4 separate regions of the Mus musculus genome follow, and all the other regions are linked to region 1. Evidence: chromatin contacts called from public HiCAR-type and promoter capture Hi-C data. All regions are on one chromosome and are shown on one strand. The core of a region is the stretch at or near the end of the contact, and the rest is flanking DNA. Distances in the headings are between cores, read along the strand shown. Region 1 holds the start of Ptn (pleiotrophin). Region 2 overlaps 1700065J11Rik (RIKEN cDNA 1700065J11 gene). Region 3 has its middle 32 kb from the start of Gm38789. Region 4 holds the start of Trim24 (tripartite motif-containing 24).

Region 1 (3,527 bases), core at 737-3,236:
CCTTCTTCAAAAGACTTTAATTCTGATGAGAGAATTTTTAAAAGTTCCTTACAGTTCAAAAGCATGGTATTGGGGTTTTAAAATAAAATGATTTCATTTTGATAAGAAACAACCACTATTGGTGGTCTGAAATTACACAGGGCCCAAAGAGGAGTGGGAGGGCACCTGAGTTTCCCTTGAATTTAACTGGACTATAAGTGTTTCTAATGACTTGGCCTTGAAGGCACATAATTTACTTTAAAAGGGACATAATGAGTCTGGCAAACACCAGCCTTCTGTGCTGTGTTGGCTGACTTCTCTTTTGTTTCGCTCTCATTACCTTTTAATATTCTCACAGAACAATTCATTCCCAGATGATCAAAGGGCCCAAATGGGCTGGACCGTTTCATCAGCTCCACGTTTGCCTGGGATCGTGAAATTGCTCCATTATGTTGTTAGTTCAAAAGCTTTTCTTTGGTAGTTCCTGAAGTGCCTCCCAGGCCCTTCCTTCCAACACACACACACCACACACACACACACACACACACACACACACACACACACACACACACACACTTTTTAAACTATGCCTGGTAGTTTCAAGAGGAAAGATGCTGACCCACTAGAACTCTGTTACTTTGTTCTCCCCTGAAGTGTGCATTCCTTCTGTGAGGCACCCACTCTACTTCTGAAGTCTCGCTCTGCTCCTACAGCTCCAAAGTCCTTATTACTAAGGAGACAAGAACTAGTTAGCAATCTGTATGTGAGTTACATGTGTGCTCTTGTATTTATATGCCACATCAGATCCCATAGAAGTGTGTGTGTGTGTGTGTGTGTGTGCGTGTGTGTGTGCATGTGTGTGTGCGCATGCACACACACATATTTTAGAAGAGAGGAAAGGTTATGTTTTATGCACAAAAGAAGTGACTTTTCTTCTCAAAATATATTATGGAAACAACTGGAATATCACCTCAGAAATTCCGGGTGTCTGCCAAACTCGTCTTTACCACAACCCTGGCTTATTTGGATACAACTGAAAACGTAAGTGCTTCTATGCCAGTTGGCATCCCAACCAAGCAAAGGTAGACTCCAAAGTGTGCCTTTGAAACTTTGGACTGAACTGTTTCTAGAAGCGTTTCTGGGCTCGTGGGCAGGCTAGGGAGTGCAGGCTGCTCTGGCGGAGATGTTTCTCCATCAGCAGACACAGGAGGGGCAGGCTGCCAGGCATGTACCACACCTAGAGCGGGCAGCAATTGGCAGTTGGCAAGCTCTAGGGCAACCTGAGAAGTGGAGGTAGGAAATGAGACCTGTCTACTGATACACCCTTTCTTCTCTCTCATGCCTACTGGGCCAGACACACCCACCAAAGCTCCAGGTTTTACAAAGAGCACAAATGTGCCCTCTCCCGCGCTTTGCATGCTCTGGCAGGTAGCAGGAATTCGGTCCCCATGCACTCTCCACAGCCCAAAAGCTGCTTTCCTTCTTCCCATCCAAGCACATGCTAGGTTACTTAGCTCATTCCCCCCAAAATTTCCTTTCGGCTGTTTTGCCTTCTGGAGCAAGTCCGTTTTTAAAAGCAGTCCTATTTAGCGGACTCCAGGCAGCCTCTCTCCTGCTCCAACCCCCTCCACGTACTGCAGGCTACCAGAAAAGTGGCTTTGGGGGGTAGGCACACTGCACCAGAGACCCTTTGGAGAAAACCACAGGGTATCTTGCACTTACTTTGGCTTGCAGAGGTCCTCGCTGACTAGCTGGCTGCCTTTGTTGCAAAGTGCGGGCGAGGTTTCTGCAGACTCCAGGTATCGCTGGCTGATGCTCCTGCCTGGGCGGCTGCGCTCTGCTCTCCCCCCTTCTGGATGGATGACTCAGTGCTTTCTTTCTTCCCCTCTCTCCACTTTGGGTTTTCTTGTGCTCTGGGGCTTCCTTGGCGGGATATTTGGACGGGTAGGCGGGGAACCTGATCCTGCCTTCACTCAACTACACCCTGCCGGGGAGGGAAATAGAGAATGGGAGGGACGAGAGAGGGCAGAGAGAAGAAGCAGGCTGTGCGAGGGAGGAGGGGAGTGCTTTGCCCCCGAAATCTGATTGGGAAGCTTATGAAAAGCAGGCTACTCTGGGGGCAGTCTTTCCCCAAACGGATCTGTGTAGAAAGACCATGGGTTATAAGACCGTTTGTTCTTAGCACCCACCCAGCACCATATTTTTTGTACAAACTCCCAAGAACCATGTTTTTCTCCCCCTCCCATGGGTCCATAGCTCGGCTTATCAAGCTGGATATCTTAATTGGAAAATTGACAGCATTTTAAACTACAGTTTTGGTACAGCTTTAAACACACACACACACACACACACACACACACACACACACACACACACACACACACACACGATATTCTATTCGAGATTGGGGGAGCCATGTGCAAAGGCAGCTGTCCCTTGCTCTCCGCCCCTAAAGGCCTCCCTGCAGGGAGTCCCTGCTAACTTCAGCTGACAGTTGCAGCTCACCTCCAGTCACAAAGCTGCAAAGCAGTTTTTTCTGGGTTGTCACTAGGAGTGACAGATCTCTGAAATTTCCCAATTAAATGTCACTTTCCTTTAGGGAATTTTTCCATTCTTGGCTTCTTCGATGCCTTCGGGTCACATATTTTGTGGCATGCTCTTGGCAAAGAACACAGGGGGGTAATCAGTGTGGCTCAAGCTCTGGGGTTTGTAAGAATTAGAGTGGGCTTCCTGGCTTCCTGAGACCTTCCTCTCCTTTAACCAAGGAGAGCAAAGTGACAGTTTTGAGTCACACATAGAAACTGACCAGAAAAGATGGAGTAAAACCCCAATTTGCCCAAACACGGTCAAATTATAAAACTGGCTCCAATTTCTCACCAAAGATACATCTCTTCAACTCAACTTACAGATCCTATGGATTCCGTAGGGTGTTTTAAGCCCTCACATCTTAAGACCACTCCTTTCCTAAAATTACAGCCATTGGTTATGGCAAGTGGTTTTAAGGACTAGGAGTCTTCTATTGGCTGTTACCTGTACCAATGTCCAAGAGTAATCGAGGGACAAAGGTGACCCTGCAGGAGTAGAGCTTTTAGTCCACTAATCTTCGTTTCTGCCCCTCCCCCCACCCCGCCCTCCAACGAAAAAATGGACAGAAATTCACATTTACACCTGATCTGTATTCTTTACAGTCTCTTCTGCTAAACCACCTTTCCACACACAAATTGCACATGCCTTCCTCAAGACCAACTCCCAGGCTATGCACATCCCTGTTTGAAAGTTCATCTTTGCCATGAAACAGTCCATGTGAGTGTTCATCTGGTGTCACCTGTGTACATCATGAACTACTCATAAGCTTTCTTTACTGTGAGAAAAGTTCACCATTTCCTACAGTTCCACAGTGAGCTAAGAAGATGACAGAAAGACTTTCCTTTTTGCCCCTTAATTTTATCTTCATCTTTAGCATATTCCTACTGTCAGTTCAGTAGACCATGCCAGATTAATTATGGTGCTTGTTTCTGGTGTTGGTAAAGCAAGCATGAGAGTCTCAT
Region 2 (3,527 bases), core at 489-2,988, 1.5 Mb before region 1:
CTTGATTAGCTTTTGTTTGGAGAGGAATCAATTCATGCTAAGTTAACATCAACAACAGCAGAGCCCTCCCCCAACTCTTTAGACTCAATAGCCACAAAAGCCAAAACCTGAAAACAACCCGAATAGCCTCCATAAAGGGATGGATAAATGCAAGAGGGTGCATTCATACAACATTGCAACTAGGGTGCAACATTGTCCCACACTAGAAGGAGCAAAACATTACCACAACATGTGCTGTAGCACACACAGGAAGTATATGAGACAAAAGAGTATGATTTTAACCATGCAAGGAGTAGATAGAACTAAGCTCTCACGATGGAAAGAAAAAGATATTTATCAAAAGGGTTGACTCTGAGTAAAACAGGGTGAGGGGATTTTTGGGGGTTGCCAAGGATTTGTAGTCAATATGCAGGCATAGGTACATGCACATAGAAGTCACTGAGCTGTACACTTAAGATCTGCTGCTGCACAGGTCCTGACAGATCAGCACTTAAGATCGCTTGCTCAGTTTCCAGCATCTGTACTGGGCAATGCATAGCTTCAAGTCCAGCTCCCGGGCACAAGTACAGCGCCCTCTTCTGGCCTTCTGCAGACACTGCAGTCATGTGCACATAAACACCCACAGAGACATAACGCATACATTTAATTAAAAATTAAGTCTTAAGAAAGATTTCCATATACTCCTAGTTACAAACCAAACACAACCAAACAGCCAATCCAAGCTATGTGTCCAGCTGACTTGAGAATATTTATTGTCTATGCTTCCGTGGAGCAGATCTGACATTAATGGAACCTCCTAGTCTAGCAGCTGAAGTAACTTGGGCAATGTTACTGAATGAGTCTGGAATTTAGTGTTATTTTTTTTCTCTCAGTTAAAAAGGAATAAAGATTGCTTATTTTTCATCGCTTTCAGACTGCTACCTCAAATGGCTCCGGGTGGCAGTGGAGAGGACACAAAGGCGTTCCAGTTGCAGACCTGGATATTCTTCTGCTAGGACAGTGAGTCTAGTGACATTGGAACCAGGGTGTCTGCCAAAGCCAGCTCTGTCCTTGCTGCTTCCCCACTCTCTGGTGACAGCTAGCTCTGCGTGAGTACTGAGGCAACCTTATATTCTGGAGCCTCTGGACTCCCTCCTCCAACCCTTGGCTCCTCTGTGTCTCAAGCCTGCTCTTGTCTTCCAGTCCTGACAGGCTCTTTCTGTTTGGTGGATAAGCTTAAAAAACACCACAGGAGAGAGGGAACAGCAAAGAGCTTCTGGGTGTCTATTCACACAGCCTTACAGTCTGAAATATGTGGCTAAGAATCCAGTCTACCCTGATCTTAAGGAGACAGATAACAAGAGGTCCCCTTTAAGGCTGCCCACAGACACCTACTGACCTACCTCTCCATAGTCCACTGCCCCACACCCTGGGCTGGCTCTTCTTGCCCTATTGCTGCCCCAGACCCCCCAAAGTGAGTAAAGTGTCGTTTGTGGTTGGATCTAATCACTGAAACAGCATCTGAGGAAATTTCCACCCTGCTTCATTCACGCAAACCTTTTCTTCAGATCCAGGGTGGTGGTGGTCACGTTAAATGGCTCTTGGGTATTGATGGGGAAGCTTAAGTTGTGATAGGACAGTCCTGGGCTAGGATGGTTGGGCCTTCCCCTTATGCTCGATAGCAACACAGGAAGCCAGGTTATCTCCCTGACCTGAAGCTGAGCAGAGTCACTGGCCTCAGCAGCTTCTTCTTGTTGGGAGCAGAGGTCAGTGGAAACACAAACACAGGCTCAATAAACCATAGACTCTCAGGCTGGAAGGGATGTAGAGAGTAGAGATCTGAACTCCATTCTACAAACGAAGTTAAAGCTATGAAGATAAACTGGCCGAGGGGCAAAAGCCAGGCAGTGATGGAGGTGGGAGAAGATCAGAAATGATTGACAGAACTCAGAGCATTGAGCTGACCAGAACAAACTGATCATATCACTGCACATCTCACGAGGCCGGAGGTTCTCAGCTGGCACTGCTAACATTTTGGGTTGGATAATCCCTCACCATGGAGGGCTGTCGTAGGCACCGAGGGGGAGGTTAGGTGTGCCCCTGGCCTCTAGATACCAGTAAGAGCCCTCACTCAGTCCATGGCAAAGATGATTCTAGACATGACAAATGTTCTCGGGGGTCAAAGCCAGCCCTGGTTGAGATAAGATGTTCTCTTAGCTCAACGTTTCAAAATGCCCGGTGACTTTCTCATTGTTTGTCGGCCGGTCTGTAATTCCTTGAGTTTGGAAAGATGGCTGCTTATTGAGCTTTTCGTTTCTCATCTCACGTAGTATTAGTCATGTGAGAAATGCAATGGATGACTTTAAACAAATGCATGAATGAGTGAATGAATGGATGGACACATACTGAGCCTCTGGAGAATAACCTTTCGTTGACTGGCTTCATATAATTTATTATATGAAAATACATTATGTATAGATATATATTTCTGGCTTTGTATAATATATTCTATTAAGCATCAGGCTGGCATCCTCTGGCAGAAGGCAGTGGGAGAATGACTTATGTGACCTTGTCTCTGAAGACGGTTGGGGTCCTGACACTCTCTCTGCCTTACCAGCCGCTACTGTAGTCACACAGGAGGCCTCGGCTGGGCTCCCCTCTGCACACTGCAGGCTTAATTATGAGACTTCTTTTCAGTTCTGTGAAACAACAGGCTACGATAATACACGGAGGAGAATCTTCTCACTGTGGGATACAAGCAACATTGAAACATTGAAACCTTCAAGAACAAAGCACCAAGGACAGTTATAAGAAACCCTGGGAGCCATGGGAGACTATTTGCCATAGACTCTTGAAGTTTCAGCACTGGAAAAAGTCACACGTAAAATAAAAAAGGAAACATCTTTACCACAAAATCTGACTGTGCCTTGCTTAATCCCAGACATTTTTTTTTTTTTTTTAAATTTTAGCACTGTTGACCATGGCTAAATGACAATCCTTTTTCTGTCTTCTAAATGGTAAATATGAGAGAGGTTAGAGTCCTCTTTCAGGACTGAAAACAACAAGTGATTCCTCAAAACTATTCTCTACTGTGGCATGCTCACACCTGCATACACACCAATACACACAAATATTAATAATAACTATAACAACAATAAATATTATATTTCATAATAACATGTAATAGTATATTGTCACTTTATAATAATTATTAATTATTGTTATCAAGAGATCAAAAATGAATTCTACCAAGCACTACCATGCAGCAAGGGACCACATAAAGCCCTCCTGTCTGGTCCTCCTTGTGTTAGAAGCTTGCTTCTTAGTCTTCAGTTGAAATGTCACTTTTAGGGATAAGACCTGTTACTTACTCTGCTGGCTAGTTTTATGTCAACATGACAAAAGCTATACTCATCTGAGAAGAGGGAACCTCCACTGGAAAAAAAATGCCTCCCTAAGATCAAGTTATAGGCAAGCCTGTAGGGCATTTTCCTAATTAGTGATTGATGGGTCAGGGCCCAGTCCATTGTGAGTGGAGCCATCCTGGG
Region 3 (3,527 bases), core at 342-2,841, 1.4 Mb before region 1:
ACCCTGCCTGCTACTATATTGGAAAGCTTGTGGCCCACAATTAGCACTGCTATAAGTAGGCTGGCTAAAAACGTACCTATCTTTGAAAAGGTGATGATGACCAGCCAGGAGCTAGCACATCTGGCCCGAGGTTTGGCATACGCATGCAGAACTATACTCAAGGCAGACTGTTTTGCAAGCTTTAGTCTTCATTGCCTCTCAGGGACAGTAGACAGAGAAAGGATTGGGGTCTCTGAGCTATCTGCCTCCTCTCACCTAGATGACTCCAAAGAAAATACATTGCCTTTGTCAGGCTGAGATTGATTAACATGACATGGTCTAGCCAGCTGTTAGGTTCTGTAACCTGCCACCCCCTGCCTCTGTCTCCCGTCTTCAGCTACATAATGAGGCTCTGTCTTAAAAAGCAAGGAGCTGGGAGTGTGGCTCGGTGGTTGAGTGCAAGAGCACAAAGCTCTGGGTTGGAGCTCCAGCACAGTCACAAAGAAAACCAGAAAAAGAAAAAAAAAATTCACATGGTTTCTTGCTAAGGGGGCATACCCCGAACGTTGCTTCCCTGTTCGCGATCCCTTACAGTCTAGGCTGGAAGAATTCTGTTTCTCAGAAGGCCCATTCTTCATCCAAAACATCAACAACCCCCCACTGCCTTTGAACATCGAATCAGAGCAAAGCAAACAAGGGAACCAGAGCGACCCATAGTGAAAGCGGGAGGGGCCTCGCGCTGGTTGCCGGCAGCAGGTGGCGCCCTTGGGTCACCCTCTTCAGTCTCTAGCAGAACAGTGCCTCCTATCTGTCAAAACCCTTAACTTGTCTTTCTCAGCCTTGAGTGTTCCAGCTTGCTGACTCTCTCAGCTTAGGAACTCCCTCCTTCCCTCCTCAGGCAGGGCCCACATGCTGTCCTTGCAATGGGCAAGGAGTTGCATTTCTGGGTGGATGGAAGCACATTTATTATACCACACACAGCGGAAAGAAAACAATTCCACCCAGTTCCCCTTTCTTTAATTAAAAAAATATTATTGTTGCTGTTATTATTATTCCTATTATTATTACTACTACTATTACTTATTATTTGTGTGTGTGTGTGTGTGTGTGTGTATGGTTATTTTGCCTGAATGTATTTCTGTACACCACATACATGCCTGGTGCCTACAGATCCCCTGGAACTGGAGTTCTAGATAGTTGTATAGAGTCATGAGGGTGCTGAGGAATTGTGCCCAGGTCCTCTGGAAGAGCAGCCAGTGCTCTTAACTACTGGTAGTAGATGGTTACAGAGTCGCTTCAAGGATGAAATCAGGTCTTTGCATATGCCTGGCATACCTGTCTTCTGAGAGGCTCTACCAGCAGCTGATCGAGACAGAGGCAGATAATTACACCCAACCATTGGACTGAATTAAGGTTGAATTAAAGGAAAGATTGAAGAATCTGAAAGGGAGGGCGACCTCATAGGAAGACCAGCAGACTCGACTAACACAGAACCCAGGGAGCTCCCAGAGACGGAGCCACCAACCAGGAGCATACACAGCCAGGTCTGAGGCCCCTGGCACATATACAGCGGAGGTCTGCCTGGTCTGGCCTCAGTGGGAGAAGATGCACTTACTCCTCCAAGAGACTTGAGGACCCAGGGAAGGGGGAGGCCTGCTGGAGGTTGGGAGCACCCTCTGGGAGGCAAGTGGGAGGAGGAATAGGATGAGGAATGGTGGGTCGGAGGGACGGGGGGGTGGGGGAGGAGGTCAACGACTGGAATATAAATAAATAAAATAACTTAAAAAAGAAAGGAAGAACGGAAAAAAGTGGAGTGGCATATGTAAGTTCACTAATTGCCCACTAGATGGCACTCTCTTCCCAGGAGAAAGGAAACTTGCGAAAGGGGAGAGGTACTAAACGTTGAGCCAGCTGCCTGAGGGCTGGCTTCTGTTTGCCTGCTCTAATCCATTGCATTTGGGCAGTTAGCTTGAGAAGAGCAACATTAAGGTCAAAATCAGTGGTCCACAGCCTTAGGAATGTGTCTTCTGTGGCCATTTGTGTCAGCATTAATTATTGCCAGTGTAGGGGAGGGGAAGGGAGTAGAAATACACCCAGCTCAGCCGGGAGTCTTGTGTTTGGAGACTAAGGGTGTTGGGGGGATATTAAGATTGACCCTGAAGCTCTAGGATGTGACCAAATCGCTCTTCATGGTCCAGATGGAAGACATAGGAGATGGCTGAGACTCCTTTATAGATGCTGAGTTCTTGGACTGCCTTGTCCCTCCTGCTTGGGACACTTTCCACATCATCTACACACCACTGATCCACACTGACAGTAAAACCCTGTGAATTCTAAGGGCTGTAAAGAGGAAGCTTGCCACCCTGGCAGCTTGGTACAGATTTGAGCGCCTGTCTACCCACTTTAGGTCATTGGCATTTTCTGGAGTGGGTCTTGGCCCAAACACAAGCTTTCTCTTTCAAACCACTTTGGTCACACACACTAACTTTCCCTCCCTTAAGCGCCGCCCCATACCAGCACCCAACCTAGGCTGGGTTGGCTGATGGCCCTGTAGCTTGCACTTCCATGGTTACCTACTGGTTCAGCTGCTACTGGTGGTGCCTCAGTTTCCTCTTCTGCTCATACATATTCAGCCCTGCTTTGACAGTCTTCCCAGGCCGCATACCTTTGCTTAGGGGCTTCCATTTTCCTCAGACGCCAATGGCCTGGGTTCCTGGACATTTCCTCTGCGGCACCCAACGCTACAGATCCAGTCCCCTCCCCAGGAAGCCGGGAGCCCTCCCTGAGCCCCTCAGCTATGCTCTTTGTACCCTGCTTTTATAGGTACGAGGATTGGAAAGTGGGCTATGGGGTTTTCGGTTGAAGCAGTGCTGTTCTTCCTGCTCAGTTCTGAGCAGGCTGCGAGCTGCTGGGATTGTTTTTTATTCCACACCTGAATCAAGAGTAGCATATTGCACAGTGGCTTCATCTTTTAGCCTCACAAACTGTGGCAAGGCCAACATCCTCCCCAGACGGTCATGGCCCCGAACTGCTTTGAAGGAAACAACCATGTCAGGACACCAATATCTTTTCCTCCCTTTTTTTGTTTTTCTTTTTTGTTTGCATTCTCTAAATAAAATAGAGAATGTCGGTATCTGGAGAGGCACATAAGGTCAAGTGTGTGTTTATACAAGGTGATCAGATTGTGTTTGAATGCCGAAGGAAAATGGCATGGGAAATAAAGTATTTGTGGTTGTTGACAGTGAAGAAGAAAACAGGGAGGCTTTCAGCCATTCTCTGTCCAAGTGTTTTCAGGCATGGGCACTTTGAGAATAAGTCACTAGGTCCACTAGTAACACATACATCCTTCTGCGAAAGGCTGCCTTCTCTGATGACCAGTTCTACCAACCCTTTCCTAATTCTACCATGAAGTTCCCCTTCTCAATTCACGATCTTGATCTGCTTTTGGCATTTCAGTCTCTTATAGCCTTTTCCCTTTCAGTGTCTGTAGAAGACTGACACCATCAGTGGCCCAGGAATGGCTTCTGTAAATCTCACCTTTTGCCCTG
Region 4 (3,527 bases), core at 354-2,853, 1.1 Mb after region 1:
GTAATTTTTATTATTCTTATTAAAGGTCCATTAAAGGAAAAATGTTGCCTACTAATCATAACCCAATGAAATCTACCTTTGAGGTAGAGTCACGCCATTGTCTCCTTCTGTAAACCTTAATCCAGCTGAGTCTGCCCATCACCTGGATAAGGGACCATCCCTTAGAAAGGCAGGTTCACCTTCAGCCACGCTAAAGACACAGAGGAATAATCTCTTTAATAAACAGTGTTCTTCCCCCAAATTCCTGGCCCATAGTGCAGTAGTTCCAGATTCCCCACGAGATTCTCCAGGATTTCTGTCTATTCTGTCTCAGAAACTCCCAACCTTCTCTTTGTCTTCTCTTTTCTTTTGGGTGTTAGCCTAATACACAGTCTCTGATAGTTTCGGCTTCCTTACTCTTTCTCTAAAGCTCCCCTCCATGTGGCTGCTGTAACCATGTGGCTGTTTAACACAAATGGCATGGCATCTCTTCCACTTCTCCATCTTCCTCTGGGCAGCTGCTGAGATTTACAGCTTGCCTGCATTGGTTTTTTTCTTTCTTTTCTTTTAAACTCTAATAAAATTTCCTCCAGCTTCTTTTGAGGCTCTTCTTAAATTCTTTTATTAATGAGACTAAGAACCTCAAGAGGGGACTCTGATTTCCCTAGTAACAGGTGGCACTTCCCATGGGACTCCCCAGAATTTCCGGTAACAAGCACGGGAGAAGGAAGACATGAAATATAATACTGAAACTCTAAAACCAGAATTGAGGTCCCCCCCCCCCCTTTTGAGACAGGCTTTTACACTGACTAAAACCTAGAATAACTTTGAATTTGTAGTGATTTTCCTGCCTTTGCCTCTGGAGTATTAGTATAGGTGTGTGCTACCACGTCTGCCTTTTTTTTTTTTTTAAGAGTTTAATATTCAGGTACTATGGACACTTGCAGATCATTTATTTAGTCCTCAAAAAAATTAACTGCTTTTATTCATTTAAGAAGCAAAATTAATTTCACCCTTTTCCATTGAGGTCTTTTAAAGTTCCGACAAATTTGTAATTTCTCCCCCTTTACATCATTCTCATTAATTCATCACAGAGATAAATTCAGGCCACAAAAAGAGTAAAGCTGCCTGCACACTCCCCCTTTCACACAATGTGGGCTCATACAACCCGGTTTTGGGTCTCTTCTCGTTTGCACGTAACTTACTTCTTCATCCTCCCGTGGCCCTCCCACGATCTTACTCCTTTACCCATTTAAGTCTCCAGTAGTAAAAGCAGTTTTCCAAGCAGTTTCTTAATTAATCAGGCTGGGTAGACTGGGCAGAGCCCCCGCCCCTTGGGCGGGGCCATAGCGGCGGGCGGAACCCGATGCCTGCTCTGGCTCCTTAACAAATGATTCCTTTACAATCTACAGAAGAGAGACACACACACAGCGAGCCAATCAGCGGCCGCGGTCCTCGCGTCCGGCGGGGCTAGCCCCGCCCACTCCCAACCTCCCGCGGGGGCCGTCCGAGCCTCGCGGGCTTCTGCAGACCCCGCCCCCTGGGCAGGCGCGGCGGTCATTGGATGGCGCTCGGCTCGCAGTCGCCGCGGTTGCTGGGAGAGGGAGGTGGGGGCGGGGCCCGCGGTGGTCCAAGGGGCCCGAGAGAAAGGCTGCTAGGCACGGGCGGGCGCGCTGGGCGGAATCGAGCGTCTCGGTGGCGGTTTGCCTATCGGCCCGCGCGGCGGCGTCGCGGTGCGGGAACCGGTCCCCGTTGACAGCTCCGCGTCTTCCGGCCGCGCCACTCGGGAGGTGGCTTCCTCCCTGTGCTCCCTCCGCGAGTCCGTTCGGCCTCGGAGAAGCGGGAGGCGGCGGCGGCTGCGGAGGTCGTCGGGGGCGGCGGGCGGTGAGCGCGCTCCCGCTTCCCCGGCGGCGGCCGCAGGACAATGGAGGTGGCTGTGGAGAAGGCGGCGGCGGCAGCGGCTCCGGCCGGAGGCCCCGCAGCGGCGGCGCCGAGCGGGGAGAATGAGGCCGAGAGCCGGCAGGGCCCGGACTCGGAGAGCGGCGGCGAGGCGTCCCGGCTCAACCTGTTGGACACTTGCGCCGTGTGCCACCAGAACATCCAGAGCCGGGTGCCCAAGCTGCTGCCCTGCCTGCACTCGTTCTGCCAGCGCTGTTTGCCCGCGCCGCAGCGCTATCTCATGCTGACGGCGCCCGCGCTGGGCTCGGCAGAGACCCCTCCACCCGCTCCCGCCCCCGCCCCCGCCCCGGGCTCCCCGGCCGGTGGTCCTTCGCCATTCGCCACCCAAGGTGAGAGGGGCCCGCGAGGTGGCGGGCGCGACCCGCTGTCACGCGGCTGGGGAGGGGGTGAAATGGGCCCGCGCCGGCTGAGCGACTCGGCGGTCCCTCACTTTTGCAGAGCTCTGACGGTTGTGGCGAGTTAGCTGCTCTCTGCTCCTCCGCAAAGCTTTGTCCGGGTGCATATGATCTGGATCAGCTCGTGTACACCCGGGTTATGCGAGCCGGAGGGGGGAGGAAGGGATGGAGATGAAGTGATGGGGATTTTCTTTGATGATTGATTGCAGATTGGCTGCCGTCTGTTTCGAATCTTGTGCGTTCCGGGCTTTTTACCTTAATGAGTTCCCTCTCTGTCCCCTCCGTAGGGGACAAAGGAACCGGGATAAGTTGTTTTGTTGTCTGCTGCTTTCGGAGATTTTATTTCGAGCGATTCGATAAACGATAGAAAGTAAATAGACTTCCAAAGTGTTTTGTATGCCGTAGTTGGAAGTTACTTTCTCTTTTGTGGTGTTATTGGGTAATTAGTTTTTGACAGGTAGTTTCCTTTGCTTATGTTACCAGGTTTAAATCGTTGAAAGTGATTTGAAGTGCAGTAATTATTTCTGGGAGAACACTTGAAGTTTTTAACTTTTAATATTGCAAATATTTGGGCAAATTGACGTCTTTAAAATGCGAAGTAACTGAGGAAGGGAAATCTTTTTTCTCTTGCTTCTTGGGTTTTGTGTGTGTGTGTGTGTGTGTGTGTATGTTTTGTTTGGCTTATGTAGCAGCCCAGAATTGTCCACAGCTAGCAATCTTCCTGCCTCAGCTTCTTCAGAGTAAAGATAACAGGCATGAGCCATTGCACCTGCTAGCCAGACACTTTTAACATCTCTTTTAAAGGGAATAACTGTTTTAAGTTAATTTGTTAAGTAATTATATTTATTAGGTCAGGATGCAATTGCTGGCTTGGATTGTTGAATTAGATGCATTTAGTTTTTTCTTACAACAGTCTTTAAATACAGGAAACTATTTTCCATGGGTCTCTATTGTTGCAGGAAGCCCACCAGAGGTACACCACTCAGTCTATAGCTAAATGAAAGTATTCCAGCCAGCTGGATTACAATCGGGTATCTAGAATGCAAATGTAATCCAGTGGTTTTCAACCTGTGGGTCCAGACCCCTTGAGAGGGTGGAATGAACCTTTCACAGGGGTCGCATATCAGATATCTTGCATACTAGATATTTACATTTTGATTCATAACGGTAGCAAAATTACCATTATGATGTACC

What was found. Promoter capture Hi-C pulls out the DNA fragments that hold promoters and counts their contacts. HiCAR-type assays count read pairs that join an accessible place to other places.
Region 2: a promoter capture Hi-C map of hippocampal neurons shows a contact between it and region 1, with 9 times the contacts expected there. The contact joins the enhancer-like site here to the promoter of Ptn in region 1. A contact is called at or near these places in 11 of 39 promoter capture datasets (the 3T3-L1 cell line, 3T3-L1-derived adipocytes, cranial neural crest and 7 more).
Region 3: a contact with region 1 is called in a HiCAR-type map of astrocytes, with 4 times the contacts expected there. The contact joins the enhancer-like site here to the promoter of Ptn in region 1. A contact is called at or near these places in 12 of 39 promoter capture datasets (the 3T3-L1 cell line, 3T3-L1-derived adipocytes, cranial neural crest and 7 more) and 4 of 115 datasets of contacts at active chromatin or transcription factors (astrocytes, embryonic forebrain, forebrain and 1 more).
Region 4: a promoter capture Hi-C map of second pharyngeal arch cranial neural crest shows a contact between it and region 1. The contact joins the promoter of Trim24 here to the promoter of Ptn in region 1. A contact is called at or near these places in 4 of 39 promoter capture datasets (cranial neural crest, hippocampal neurons, maxillary cranial neural crest and 1 more), 1 of 115 datasets of contacts at active chromatin or transcription factors (astrocytes) and 1 of 9 other capture datasets (adipose tissue).

Annotation. Positions count from the first base shown.
Region 1 is chr6:36,808,193-36,811,719 of GRCm38.p6, forward strand. Ptn (pleiotrophin) reads right to left here and starts at 1,987. Exons shown (of 5, transcript NM_008973.3): 1 at 1,702-1,987.
Region 2 is chr6:35,333,938-35,337,464 of GRCm38.p6, forward strand. It overlaps 1700065J11Rik (RIKEN cDNA 1700065J11 gene), which reads left to right. Exons shown (of 3, transcript NR_040526.1): 2 at 914-1,088; 3 at 2,677-2,894. Among named protein-coding and RNA genes, the nearest start is that of 1700065J11Rik, 4.9 kb to the left of the region's middle. Within about 2 kb of position 1,739, at least 21 of the 459 cell types and tissues checked have an H3K27ac peak or open chromatin away from gene starts, as enhancers often do.
Region 3 is chr6:35,379,325-35,382,851 of GRCm38.p6, forward strand. No RefSeq gene overlaps it. Among named protein-coding and RNA genes, the nearest start is that of Gm38789, 32 kb to the right of the region's middle. Within about 2 kb of position 1,592, at least 83 of the 459 cell types and tissues checked have an H3K27ac peak or open chromatin away from gene starts, as enhancers often do. A contact at or near this core is called in astrocytes, second pharyngeal arch cranial neural crest and stem cell-derived neural progenitor cells, where this site is marked.
Region 4 is chr6:37,869,208-37,872,734 of GRCm38.p6, forward strand. It overlaps Trim24 (tripartite motif-containing 24), which reads left to right and starts at 1,604. Exons shown (of 19, transcript NM_145076.4): 1 at 1,604-2,267. The coding sequence starts at 1,904.